Regions from separate parts of the Capra hircus genome. Here region 2 is linked to region 1. A link is a contact called in public Hi-C data. All regions are on one chromosome and are shown on one strand. The core of a region is the stretch at or near the end of the contact, and the rest is flanking DNA. Distances in the headings are between cores, read along the strand shown. Region 1 has its middle 150 kb from the start of ISG20. Region 2 holds the start of LOC102174020 (myeloid-associated differentiation marker-like).

Region 1 (5,925 bases), core at 2,280-4,779:
TTAATTCCATCTCTGTCTTCATGTGCTCCTCTTCTCTCAACTCTGTGTGTGTAAATCTCTGCGTCCTTTCTCCTGTAAAGACACCAGTCACTGGACTGTGGTCCCACCCTCCATCCAGGATGATCTCCATCCCCAAATCTTTAATTAAGTATGTTTGCATCAACATGCTTCTATCTAAGGCCACGTTCTGAGGTTCTGAGTAGACATGAGTTTCAGGAGGACCCTCTTCAACCCATTACAGTTCTCTTTCCTATCTCCCTGTCTTTTTTTCATGGTGTCTTTTTCTAACGTGTTTATCATTAGTGTATTTGTTTATCAAACGGTATTGGTTTGCTGAGTATTTCATATTGATGTGTATTCACTGGAGTTCCTGGGACTCATAGCAGGTTGATCCTTCATGTACTTTGTCACTAAACTGTGACACCCCCCCCCCCCCCCCATTTACAGGACTCGCTTTTCTGGGAGGGTCCTGACACCTTAGTTGGAAGCTTCACTCAGAATAACTGCATTTGCTTCTGCTCAGGACCCTCCAGGCCAAACCCCTGTTGGGTGCTAATTGTATTAATTTCCAGGTTGGCATTGTTTGACCTCAGAGGTCATGTATATTTGGGCCCATTTCACCGGAAATGAAGATTTAGATTTTGCTTCCTTTGTGGAGACTTAAAAAAAAATCCAAAACTCCTGTCAAGATGGGTATTAGCCTTGATCTTTCCTCTTGCTGAAGGGCGTGGTTTTCCTTGTCTACTCTAGCTCTGAGGTTGTGAACAATGTGGTCCTGGCTTTAAGGAAGTGTCTCAGCTCCAATTCCTTACTTTCTGCCACCCCAAATCTCATTCCTGACCCAAGTGGGCATATAGACCAGCCTCCAGTTGGCCAGGCTCAATACTCTCTTCTCCCTCCTCCCACACACAAGCAGCAGTCACATCCACTCTGCCAATGAAACTTCATGAGATCCTCGAGCAAATCATATAACCCAAAACTCCTCTTCACTTCTTTGCTTTGTTAACCTTTTTTATGTCCTTTAAGACTTGACTTTTAATCACCTTCTCCAGGAGGTCTTCCTTGATTCCACCAACTCCATCTCCAGCTGCTTCCAGAGTGACACTTCTGTGAAGTAATCTGAAGTGGGCAGCTCCTGGGTCTCACGTGAGCACAACAGGTGAGGTGGGGAGGAAGGGAGGTGTTGCAGGAGCAGCAGACAGGGCTCCGTGTAGATGGACCTGGACACCAGAGACACAAGTAGGATCTCAGCTGCAAGTGATGAGGCCCCACTGACATTCTCTAAGAAGGGGCTGATCCGTCAGAGGCCCACTCTGGAACTGACACGTTGGCTGTAGGAGGAAAATGGAATGGAGGCTGGCTAAGAAGCTGGGTGGCCAGTATGGAGGTTGATTCCGTAGTCCAGGTATGTGATGATGGGCCTTGAGCAAAGACACTTCAGGGGTGGAGGGCAGGGGCAGATTTATGAAATATTTGAGAGCAAACATTCAGCTGGTCTTGATGAGGGGAGGGACACGAATACTGACACTTGATGCCCCGGGGACAGCTGTAACCTCACCTCTCCCTTCTGCTCCCTTGACATCTCAGGCTCTGTCCCAGGTGCTCCCAGCACCCTGCCCCTCCCTCTGGGCACCACCCACCGAGTGCTCTGGGAAGGGAGGCTAAGAAAGGGGGAACCAGCTGGAGCTCAGGGAGGCGGCCTGGGCTCCTGCCTCCATGTTTTCATGAAGCCCCTCCAGGTACACGTGCTATTCCTCCACCTGCACCTGAGGCCCGGCTTGTGTGCTTCTAGAGGGAGGAAGTTTATTAAGAAATGGATCTCTCCTCGCAATTCACCAGGAACCATTCTCTGGAGTGATGTTCCCCCTGCTCCTCAGCCTCCCATCCCTCCTTTTCTCCCTCCTCCTCCTCCTCTCCCATTGTCTGAGGGGCTCAGGTCCTCAGGACTCCAGCCTCGATCACCTATTTTCCGTGCACTTTCTAGTCCTTATCCAGTCAGATGGCTTTAAGTGTTCTAGGCACTGGACAGAGAGCAGAGAACGGAATCAATAGATTCTTCCCTCATAAATCCTACTTATCTAGATGGATAATATGCAAACCAATACATAATAACATGTTATCTGGTAAGAAATATAATGACAAGGGGAAAACAGGTGAAGAGGCAGTTATTGGAATGTGGGGAGTGGATAAGACTGCTCCATGGATGTGACATTTAAGCAGATGCTGAATGAAGTAAACAGGCTGAATGATGACAACTCCCCAATTCCTGCCTCCAGAGCTGATCTCTGCTGAGTGCTAGAGTCTTATCCAGCTACCTCCTGAGTGCTCTCTCTGAATCATGTACGGTACCTTGTAGGGAACAAGGTATAAGGAAGGTTGAGAAGTGCTTGCAAACGAGACTCTCAACCAGGGCTGAACATTCTTGCAAAGGAGATGTTCAGCTAAGAATCCTGTTTGTTCCTGTGGGAAAAGAACATCTCTTGCACACAAGGATGTTTCTCTGATTCCTCAAAAGGAACAGACCCAGGGACAAAACGGATTCTAAGTTGATAAGGAAGTCCCCCAAAACAAAGTCTTGGCTGCAGTAAATAAGTTAAGGTAAAGGTTATCTCGCCCTGCGCCTGCGCACTGTATAGTCGCTGAATTATGGTGTTTGGCAACTTGCCCTGTAGATTGTTGTGCAAAAGATATAAAATAAAGCAGCTGTAACAAGCAAGGAGTTAAAGTGAAAAGATTCAAACCACTCTGCAGTGTTGGTGTTTCATTCCGTCGCTAGCAGTACCTCACACTCAACATGTCCAGTCCCACCTCTTGAACCTCCCACCCTCAGAACACACTGATCCTTTCTCATCTTTCTCATTCAGTCAATGGCTGCACCTTCACAGACGCTCTTCGCAAAATACTTGTGAATCCATGCTCTCTTCTTCGTCTCTAGAGTCACCACCTGGTCCAGATCCATCCATCCCCTCACTTGCTCTCCTGCCACAAGCTTCCTGCTAATGACTCTGTTTCCATTCTTTACCCCAATGTCTGCTTTGGAGTGAACCTAACTAAGAACACTCTTCAGGCTTCTCTCTGCTCCCTCAGGATGAAACACACATCCCAAAATATCACCTCCAAAGCCCTGCAAGCTCACACCTCTTTCTACCTCTCCTGCCTCTTTGCCTCCCTCCCTCCAGCTCCTGAGAACTTCCCCCAATTCATCTTGGTCATCTCAAGGCCTTTCCACTGACATGTCTACATGTCCCCCAAACCTGAACTGAGACCAGAGCTCCACCTAGCACATAGCAGTCCTGTGCTCAGTCAATGATACTCTAAGCCTCAGTTTCATCATCCAGAAAATAGAAATAATTAGCACCTGCTTTTAGACATGATTGCTCTTGATTAGACCTGAAGAGAACATCTCTGGCAACTTAAGCAGAGAACAACTGTACTGGAGAGCTCCTGGTTAGCTTAGAGAATTATTAGGGTGGGACCAGGCTCAGAAATAGGCTCAGACCAGGAAGGCAGGAGCTAGGCAGCCAGGGCACAGCCAAGGGCAGCTGGTCCAGGCACCGTGGCCCTTGGAAGCACACGCAGGATGCTGCTGCAGGCCCCACAGAAGGAGATGATCTGACCTGTATCTTTTTGTCACCTGCTCCTTAGGTGTGAGTCCAAGCCCAGGTGTGTCAGGTTAATTATTTACCTGCCCTTTTATGTTTCTTATTGAAGTTCAGGCCCAGTCTCCCCGCAAGACTCAATATAGGGGGGAGTTCACGTTCTCAGTGATTCTCCTTCACAGAGATGTCCATTATACACGACCATGATGTTGTTAGGAGATTAAATAACACAAAACCCGGTGATCCTGTAACATTTGCACTAAAGACAGAAAGAACAGAATGTAACCTGGTCAGGAGATTCAACCTGGATCCTGAGGCTGTAAGGTAATATTCATAAGGCTATATTATAAAGTCATATTCATTCAACAAATACCCGCTTGTGTCAGCCCAGTTCAGTGCTGGGAATATACTCATAGTGAAAGAGGGAAATGCTCTTCCTGGTGCGTCTATATTGTAGTGTTTATGTTTGAAGCCTCATAGTTTACTTGAAGCTGAATGTAGAGTTTTGCATTCCATTTTACAATAGGTCATAACAATATACACAGAACATATTAGGCCTGTTTCCACAAAAAAATAACAGCTTCTTACAAATGGGCTAGGGACTCTGTCCCCCTATTTGCTTGATGATGCAGAATATGCCTATAAGGAGCAACTTCTTGGCACCAAGAACAAAGCTTAAGAGAAGTTTGTGGAGCTGGAAGAGGAGAAAGCAGGGGTGCCAGGGTCCTGTGGTTGGGGGAAGAGATTGAGATGATGGAGGGATCTGGGTCTATGCCAGCTTCTGCAGGGTCCAGGAACAGAATATGCTGGAATCCCTCCTTCCTCCTGAAGCACCAGAAAGAAACACAAGCTCCTTCTTCTTAGGGATTAGCATAAGGAGTGGTCCCAGACTAGCAAAGAGAGTGTTACTAGGGGCGGTGGTCTGGGCTGATGGGCAGCTGGCCCCGGCTCAGCAGGGACGTGGACCACTGCGGTCACCAGGTGGCCTGAGGGATGGCGTGCTGCTGGCATCAGTGGGCAGCTGGGAGCCTGAAGGGCAAGCAGGCTGCAGCTGGGACCAGGGGACTGCCTTCCCTTGGCTGTAGTGCTGAGAGGGTGTCCTTTGTCCTAAGGCTTGTCAGGGCCAATGCAGGGAGGGGAAGAGGCCCAGAGGGAGCCCCGCTCCATGAGCTGCCCAGATGGATGGTTTCTGAGAACTCTGTTGCCTGAGGAAGCTCACTCTTCTTCCAGACAAAGCGCTGGAGGGATTTATGGAAACAGAGGCTGGTTGGAGTGGGGGCGAGGAGACGGGTTTGAACGGAGCTCCTGTCGTCACTGCCCAAGCCCCGGTCAGAAGTAGATTCAGAAAAGAGCAGCTGGAGCAAACCCTCACCCTCCCAGGCTGGCTCCACAAGAGACCTCAGGTTACAGCTCACAGGTTCTGTCAGCTGAGAAAGGGGCCCTGAGGCCTTGGGGTGCAGTGGGGCTGCGTGGACACAAGAGTTACAAGAGGTCACACGTGCCGTGCTCACTGCAGGTCGAGCTCTGCTGTGGATTCATTTGCTCCTCCCAGCAACCCCTGAACTGTGCACTCAGTGTCCCCATTTTCACAGGCACAGAGAGGTCAACTGGCCAATCACACAGATAGGAAGTGGCAGAGCTGGGATTTGAAGCTAGATACTTGGTTCAAGATTTTAAACTCTCCCTGGATTTGGCATTGTACCTTAGACCCAAGAGGAATGGAACAGCTATTTCTTCAGCAACAACAATCTGACTAGGTGACTTATTTCTATTTCATCTTCAGAGATTTAGTTATTGTCATCCCCATCTGGAGTGGTCCCAGACTAGCAAAGAGAGTGTTACTGGGGGCAGTGGTCTGGGCTGATGGGCAGGTTTGTGCGGGCATCTCTCAGCTCCTCCCCCAGCCTGTCCGTCAAAGTTGCAGGGAACATGGAAACCATCTGCCAACCACCCCTCCCTGACCCTGCTTCTCCAGTTGGTATATTTTTCAAACTTAAATTTTATTTTCTTGAAAAGGTAATATATTTACATGGCTCAAAATAAAAATATTCTTTTAAAAGCCATGATTGAGAAACCTCACTTCTACCTGTGGCTCCATCTACTCTCTCTTCAATTCCTCTTCCTGATTAAGACCAGGCATCTGCCCCACTGAACTCAGGGGGGTCCTTTCTGTGTTTCTTGAAGCAAACCAATCATCTATAGACATTTTTTTTTATTGTATTTCTCTCCCTATTATACATTTTAAAATAGCATACTATATATTTCACTGTTTTTACTTTGTATATACTGGAGCTATTTCCTTATCATTATTTGAGAGCATCCTCAT
Region 2 (5,925 bases), core at 1,698-4,197, 86 kb after region 1:
CGCCCACTAGAAATTATTGACCTTCAGAGATCTTTTTTTAACTCAAAGGGGAGGTGCGCTATACAGTTGCTCCACTGGGAGAAAAAAAGCCCAATCCCTTCCTACCCGTCCACAGCCCATAAACTCTGCCAACCACACCAGTAAGGCACTGCCAGGGGAACAGACACACTTTGTCAATGAGGCCCCTCCGGAGGCTCAGGGTGTGAACAGCTGCACAGAGGGCTGTGCGCTGTGAAGTCAGCACCTTAGGAGGTGAGAGGGGGTGGTGGGCAGAGAACGAAGGAGTCTCAGGTCCTGATGAATCAGAAGAAGGAAGATGCGGGGAGGTGGTCAGGACACAGGAGATGAGAAAGCCAAGCATGAATGGAAGAGGGACGAAAAACAAAAAATATAATAAAGATGAGAGAAGCAAGAGAAAGAGGCAAAACAGGGTGTGGGCAACAAAACAAGAAGGAGCCACAGCAGGAGGAGGGAAGGAAACATAAAGAGAGTGGGATGAATGGGGAAGGATGTGAAGAGGGAGAGAGGGGAGCCAGGAAGAGGACGTCACAGGATGTCTTCACTCAGTGAAGTCACCGGATGGGACTGGCCAGAATCAGGAGCCCTGGAGACATTCTCAGTCCCTCCGGAAACCTGGCCGGCCCAGTACCCCAGGTCGGCCACGTAAACCAGCAGGTTGATGGCTGTCAGGACGGCCACAGCCAGGCACTGGTCCCAGGCGCACATGTCGTAGGAGAGCCCATCAACGCAGCTCTCGTCCATGAACCGCTGGGGCAGTCCGCCAAACTCCTCGCTGAACTGATAGAGCGGCCAGAGGACCAGAGCGCTGATGTAGAGGAGGACGGAGAGCAGGCTGAGCACAAGCTGGAAAATGGAGAAGGGCCTGGGCGGCGTGTATTCCCATTCAGCCAGGCCCAGCAGGAGGACCACAGCTGCCAGGAAGAAGCAGATGGAGTACACGGCCACACACCACTCCAGGGCCGGCTCTTGCAGGTACAGGGAGAAGTTGCAGAGCAAGGCAAAGATGACACCAGCCACGAAGGTCTCCAGCACCTTCAGCAGGGCTCGCATGGTGTGCTCATAGAAGAAGATCTCCTTGAGATTATACCAGGCCCTCATCCCGGTCACTTCTATGACATACAGCACAGACGCGATGCAGGAGAAAGCCATGGCGGCGATGGCCCGGTCCCGGTAAGGACCATCAGGCAGGAACTGGACGTGGGTGATGGAGTAGATGATGGAGGCCGAGAGGCAGATGAGGGCAGCGTAGCAGGCGAAGGTGACGGAGATGTTGTGCCAGAAAAAAGGAAAGTAGGACCGGCGCCTGTATAACTCGACTGTGGAGATGATGAGGGTCATAGTGAAACAGACGCACCAGAAGGACATGGACCAGTTACCTACGGCCCCTCTCCAAATGCCCATGTCGGCCACAAGCGAGAAGGCCACGCAGGTGCAGAAGAGCTGCGGCAGGCGGAGGAGCCAGAACACACGGAGGATGGTGACCCTGCCTGGGTATATCCACCGGGAGGACATGGTGTTCTGATGCTCAGGAAGGTCACAGTCACCAGTACAGCAGTGGTCTTCACTGAGGACCCGCCAGAGAAAGATCCAGTTTCGGAGGCAGATTAAGTCAGATGCCTGGAAAAGGCTCAGGGCCCTGTGAGGGCTGAGGCTCAGGACCTGTGGAGTTGGAACCAATGGCTCAGACACTCGGGTAACAGCACAGTCATCCCAGAACGGTTCTCCCCACCCATCACCCTTGGCCTTGTCAGGAGACTTGTCTCATCCCAAACCTCACAGCTGGGTTGGGTCAGGCCTCAACCATGAACATTTTTTATATCTCTTTGTGTTGCGTGCCATTATTTATAGAGACACAAGGTAGGATGATCCTTATCTGCAACCCCAAACCTTCAAGCCTCTGAAAACTGAACAAGAATTTTTTAAAATTCATTTGGTAGCAAATTTGACCTGAACAGATCTGGGATCATTTATGATCTTCATTTATTTTATGTATTATGAGTGCTCAAAAGTGCAGCTGTAGAAACACTAATGTGTTTGATTACAAGGAGCTTCCAGACCCCAGTGGGATGTTATGTCATATACAATAGACGCACCATGTCACTTGTCTGAAACTGAAAAATTCTGAATTCTGGAGCATATCTGACCCAAGGGTTTCAGAAAAGAGACTGTGGATTATACTGTTAACCCCATTTAATGGATGAGAAAACTAAGGCTCAAGGAATCAAATGCTTTCATTTGATCCATGCATGACTAGGAAGAGGGAACTCAGAAAACACAGCTAAAGCTGTGGGTTTGAGCACTTTGCTCTACAGCCCACATGTCAGCAGGGTCCATGGGTTGGGGGCCAGGACCAAGGCTTGGGGCTCTGGGACCCAGGATCCACCCTCACGGCCCTCGGCCTCCTTCCACAGCATCTGAAGACACACGTGTCCCGGCCTGGCCTCCCTGCAGCATCACCAGCAGGAGCTGCCGTCTGAGGGACACAGCCCCCCCCCTGCCGGAGGAGAGAGGCTCCAGGGGTGAACGGGGAGGAGCCATGGGGTGAGAGCAAGAGCGTGAGGACCAGATGACGTGGGAAGTAGGAAGTGTTCTGAATTCCCCCCCGCCCCCATTTTGCCTTAACATGTGACTCTTCCCCACTGGGGAAAGGAGACCCTCACCCAGCATGACTCTGGGATGGTATCATGAGGAACCACAGAATAAGCTGATATCATGTTTGATTTTTTTAGCTTCAAAGCTGCCATCCAGGTAAGAGGCCAGAAAAATCTAGAAAGTAGTCTTACCTGAGTGAGGATTTTCCTGGCCTGGGAGACTGGTTAGAGGCTTCCAACCTGGGAACCAAGGGACTGGAAATGATCAAGGATGCTGTGTCTGATGCTGATGGGGGCCTTTCAGGGTATCCCGGGGAGGGGGTGAGGATGAATGGATGATTGGCTCCCGTTTAAGGGCAGGAGCTGAAAGAGGAGGCCCCTGCAGGACGCCTGGGAGGAGACAGTCCTGAGAATGCTCCCGGGACTGGGTGGGGCTGGCAGAGAGGAGATAACAGTGGGGCAGGGGAGGCGGGGATTCCAGGGTCCCAGTGGCCCTGAGGCAGCCCAATAGTCTTCTGACCCAGAAGGGATGCAGGCATGGAGCCAACCTTCCCATGGAGGAGGGGCCTGGACTGGAACTGAGACAGGAGAACAGGGGCCTGAAGGGCCTTCAGGGCTGTGACAGGGACACGTGGCCAGAGTGGCAGGGACCCTCAAGACCACAAAATTGCCCAGGTCACCTGCCCAGGGCAGTCCCGCCAGCCATGGCTGCAGTCCTGCTCACACAGGGGCTCCTCCAGGGTCCAGTGTGGGGGGAGTGAGGCCCCTCCCAGCCCGCCCCCTCCTCAAGGACAGCTGCCCTGTTTCCAAGGAACTATTTGCTGAGAGGGCCCCAGGGCGGAAGGGCCAGCACCCTGAGCCCCAGCCGGCCTCCTGCCATCAGGGCCCTTGTCACCTTTGCTGTAATAAATCCTGGGACAGGCTGAGGCTGAAAGAGAAACACAGAGCCAACCTGAGAACCTCCCTGGGCTCACAAATCTCCTTGAGCCCCAACTGGCAGTGGAGCCCTAGAGCCTGCGGGCCTCCCAGTGGGCACTGCCAGGGTGGGGAGGGGCACTGCTATGAGGGAGGAAGGGAGTGTCATGCTCCCTGTACCCTGGTTGATCCCAGTTTAATGACTTGAACTCACCCTGAAATTCCACTGAAGACTAAGAGACAACTTGAATGCTTTGAATCCATTGAATGCATCAGAGAGAGCATATGGAGAAGAGGAGGCCTGGGGGTTCCAACAACGTGACCCTGGGTCAGGCCTGTGCCCTCTCTGGGCCTCAGTTCCCCCACCTGGAAAGCAGGAAGTGGAAGTTTGTCTGAGTCTCCCAGAAGCCCCTCCTCCTCTCTGTGAGTCTGGACATGGTGCCCCCATCACAGCACAGCCTGGATGTGGCTGAGCCCTGCCTGCCCAGCAGCCAGGCATGTGGACTGGAAGACGGTGAGCCGGGAAGGTTGTGGCCGGGACAGAGGAAGGAAGGAGGAGGTGCCAGAAGGGCAAGAAGGGTGAGATGAGATGGACACTCAGAGTGACAAGGAGTAGAGCCTTCATAGCTGGATGATCATGGCAAGCTACTCAGTAGAACCTCAGCTTCCCCTTCTGTTCAATGTCTCTATACCTACTCTGGGTCAATTAAATGAATAAAAGCACATGATGGGTTCATCAGAGGGCCTGTCACATGGAACCCTCAATCCGTGCCAGCTACCTCCCCGCCCCCCTCACAGAGGACCCAGAAGGCCCCGCCCCACCTGGACATCAGCACGTGCAGCTTGATCTGCTGCAGATCAGGGGCTGCAGGCCAGTGTGCCCTGCAGGGGGACTCTCGATGTGCTCAGTTTTCCATCACAGTGTCATCATGAAAAAATGATGTAGAATCACTAGCATTACTGTTTCTTCCCTGAGTGTTTAGTGGCTGCACATGGGTTTAATTTCACATGAAAATTCGGATTACAGCTCCTTTTCAAGCCTCAGGAGATACATTGTCACCTGGTTTGGTTCCCTTGGCAGTGGGGTTGCTGGAGATAAGCAGCTGCTAGCCTCTTGTTTTCCATCCTCATCTCTGTTTAGTATTCTCTATATTTCTCTCATTCTCATGGATAATTGACATAAAGCAGGACTATGATCATCTCTCCTGTGACTGGTTTCCCGTCTGCAGCATGGCCAGACGTCCTGCCTACTCACAGGAGAGTCCACCCCTCCATGCAGGGAGCATCCATGTCCTCAACCTCAGCCTTCGATGCATTTCAAATGCTGTAGAATCACGTGTAGACATGTGTGTACACACATGCATACATGTTTGTACATACAAGCATACATGTTTGTAGGGAGTATCTGTACCCCTTTTCCTGTTTTGTAAACATGAGACCACGTCTTCCCAGAGCATCTTGCTTTTCCATCACCCCAGACAGGTGCAGCTGGTCCTCTCCAGGGATCCTAGTGCTCTCCATCCCCTTATTTCCTTCCCTCCTGGCTCCTTAGGCATCAGTGGACCATCCCCTGTGAGTCTCAGACACTGGGGGACAGAGGACGCGACAATGGATCCTGGGGTCCATGTGACCGCCATGCTCTAGGGCAGGAGGTCAGCAAGTTTTTCTGAGAATTTTTTAAAAAAATATGACAAAGAATATATTTTTCATATCTGGAAATTAAATCTGGTTTCCTAGATCTGCAACAAATTCTCACAAGCCTGGTGGCTTAAAACAGCAGAAATGTGTTCTCACACAGTTCTGTAGATCACCGTTTTGAAACAAGATGTCAGCAGGGAAGTACTTTCTCTGATGCCCCAGGGGAGGGTCCCACTTTGCCTCTTTAGCTTCTGGAGGCCCTTTAGCTTGTCCCATGTTACTGAACTCTGGCTTGTCTGGTCATCCCTCAAGAAGCCAAATACCGAGAGAGGAGTGTTGGGCTTTGTCTGGGACGAGGTGCCGCTCCTCCACTGTGAACACAATCATCACTCATGTCTGTGCAGCAGCCCATGTTGGACGGTGGTTTGAAAAAAATACTAATGAACATTTCCACCTTTTTTTGTGGATCAACTTGGAGGATTTGGTTTTTTCCAGTTTAGTAGGTCTGAGGTGAGAAAAAGATTGTATGAAGAGTCAGCCACTGACTCTTCTCCTGCACTGAAACCTCTTGCAGGGAATCTTCTCAGTGGAAATGCACCCGTTGGGTGCCCCCAGCCCACCCAGCTCCCAGGGAACACACTCTGGCCAAATCGAGTGATCTGTTGCATCTTAAAAGGAGAGACTACTTCAGACCTCCTTTCTTCCTCACACTCTGGTGACACTAAGGCTGTGTCCCACCAACAAGCTAGAACCCCTCCTC

The links. A called contact is a pair of places that touch in the nucleus more often than the background predicts.
Region 2: a Hi-C map of liver shows a contact between it and region 1, with 11 times the contacts expected there. The contact joins the promoter of LOC102174020 here to the enhancer-like site in region 1. A contact is called at or near these places in 2 of 5 Hi-C or Micro-C datasets (blood and liver).

The regions. Positions count from the first base shown.
Region 1 is chr21:19,030,687-19,036,611 of ARS1.2, forward strand. No RefSeq gene overlaps it. Among named protein-coding and RNA genes, the nearest start is that of ISG20, 150 kb to the left of the region's middle. Within about 2 kb of position 3,530, at least 1 of the 5 cell types and tissues checked has an H3K27ac peak or open chromatin away from gene starts, as enhancers often do.
Region 2 is chr21:19,117,271-19,123,195 of ARS1.2, forward strand. It overlaps LOC102174020 (myeloid-associated differentiation marker-like), which reads right to left and starts at 2,948. Exons shown (of 2, transcript XM_018066599.1): 1 at 2,805-2,948; 2 at 1-1,680. The coding sequence starts at 1,533. The coding sequence ends at 547.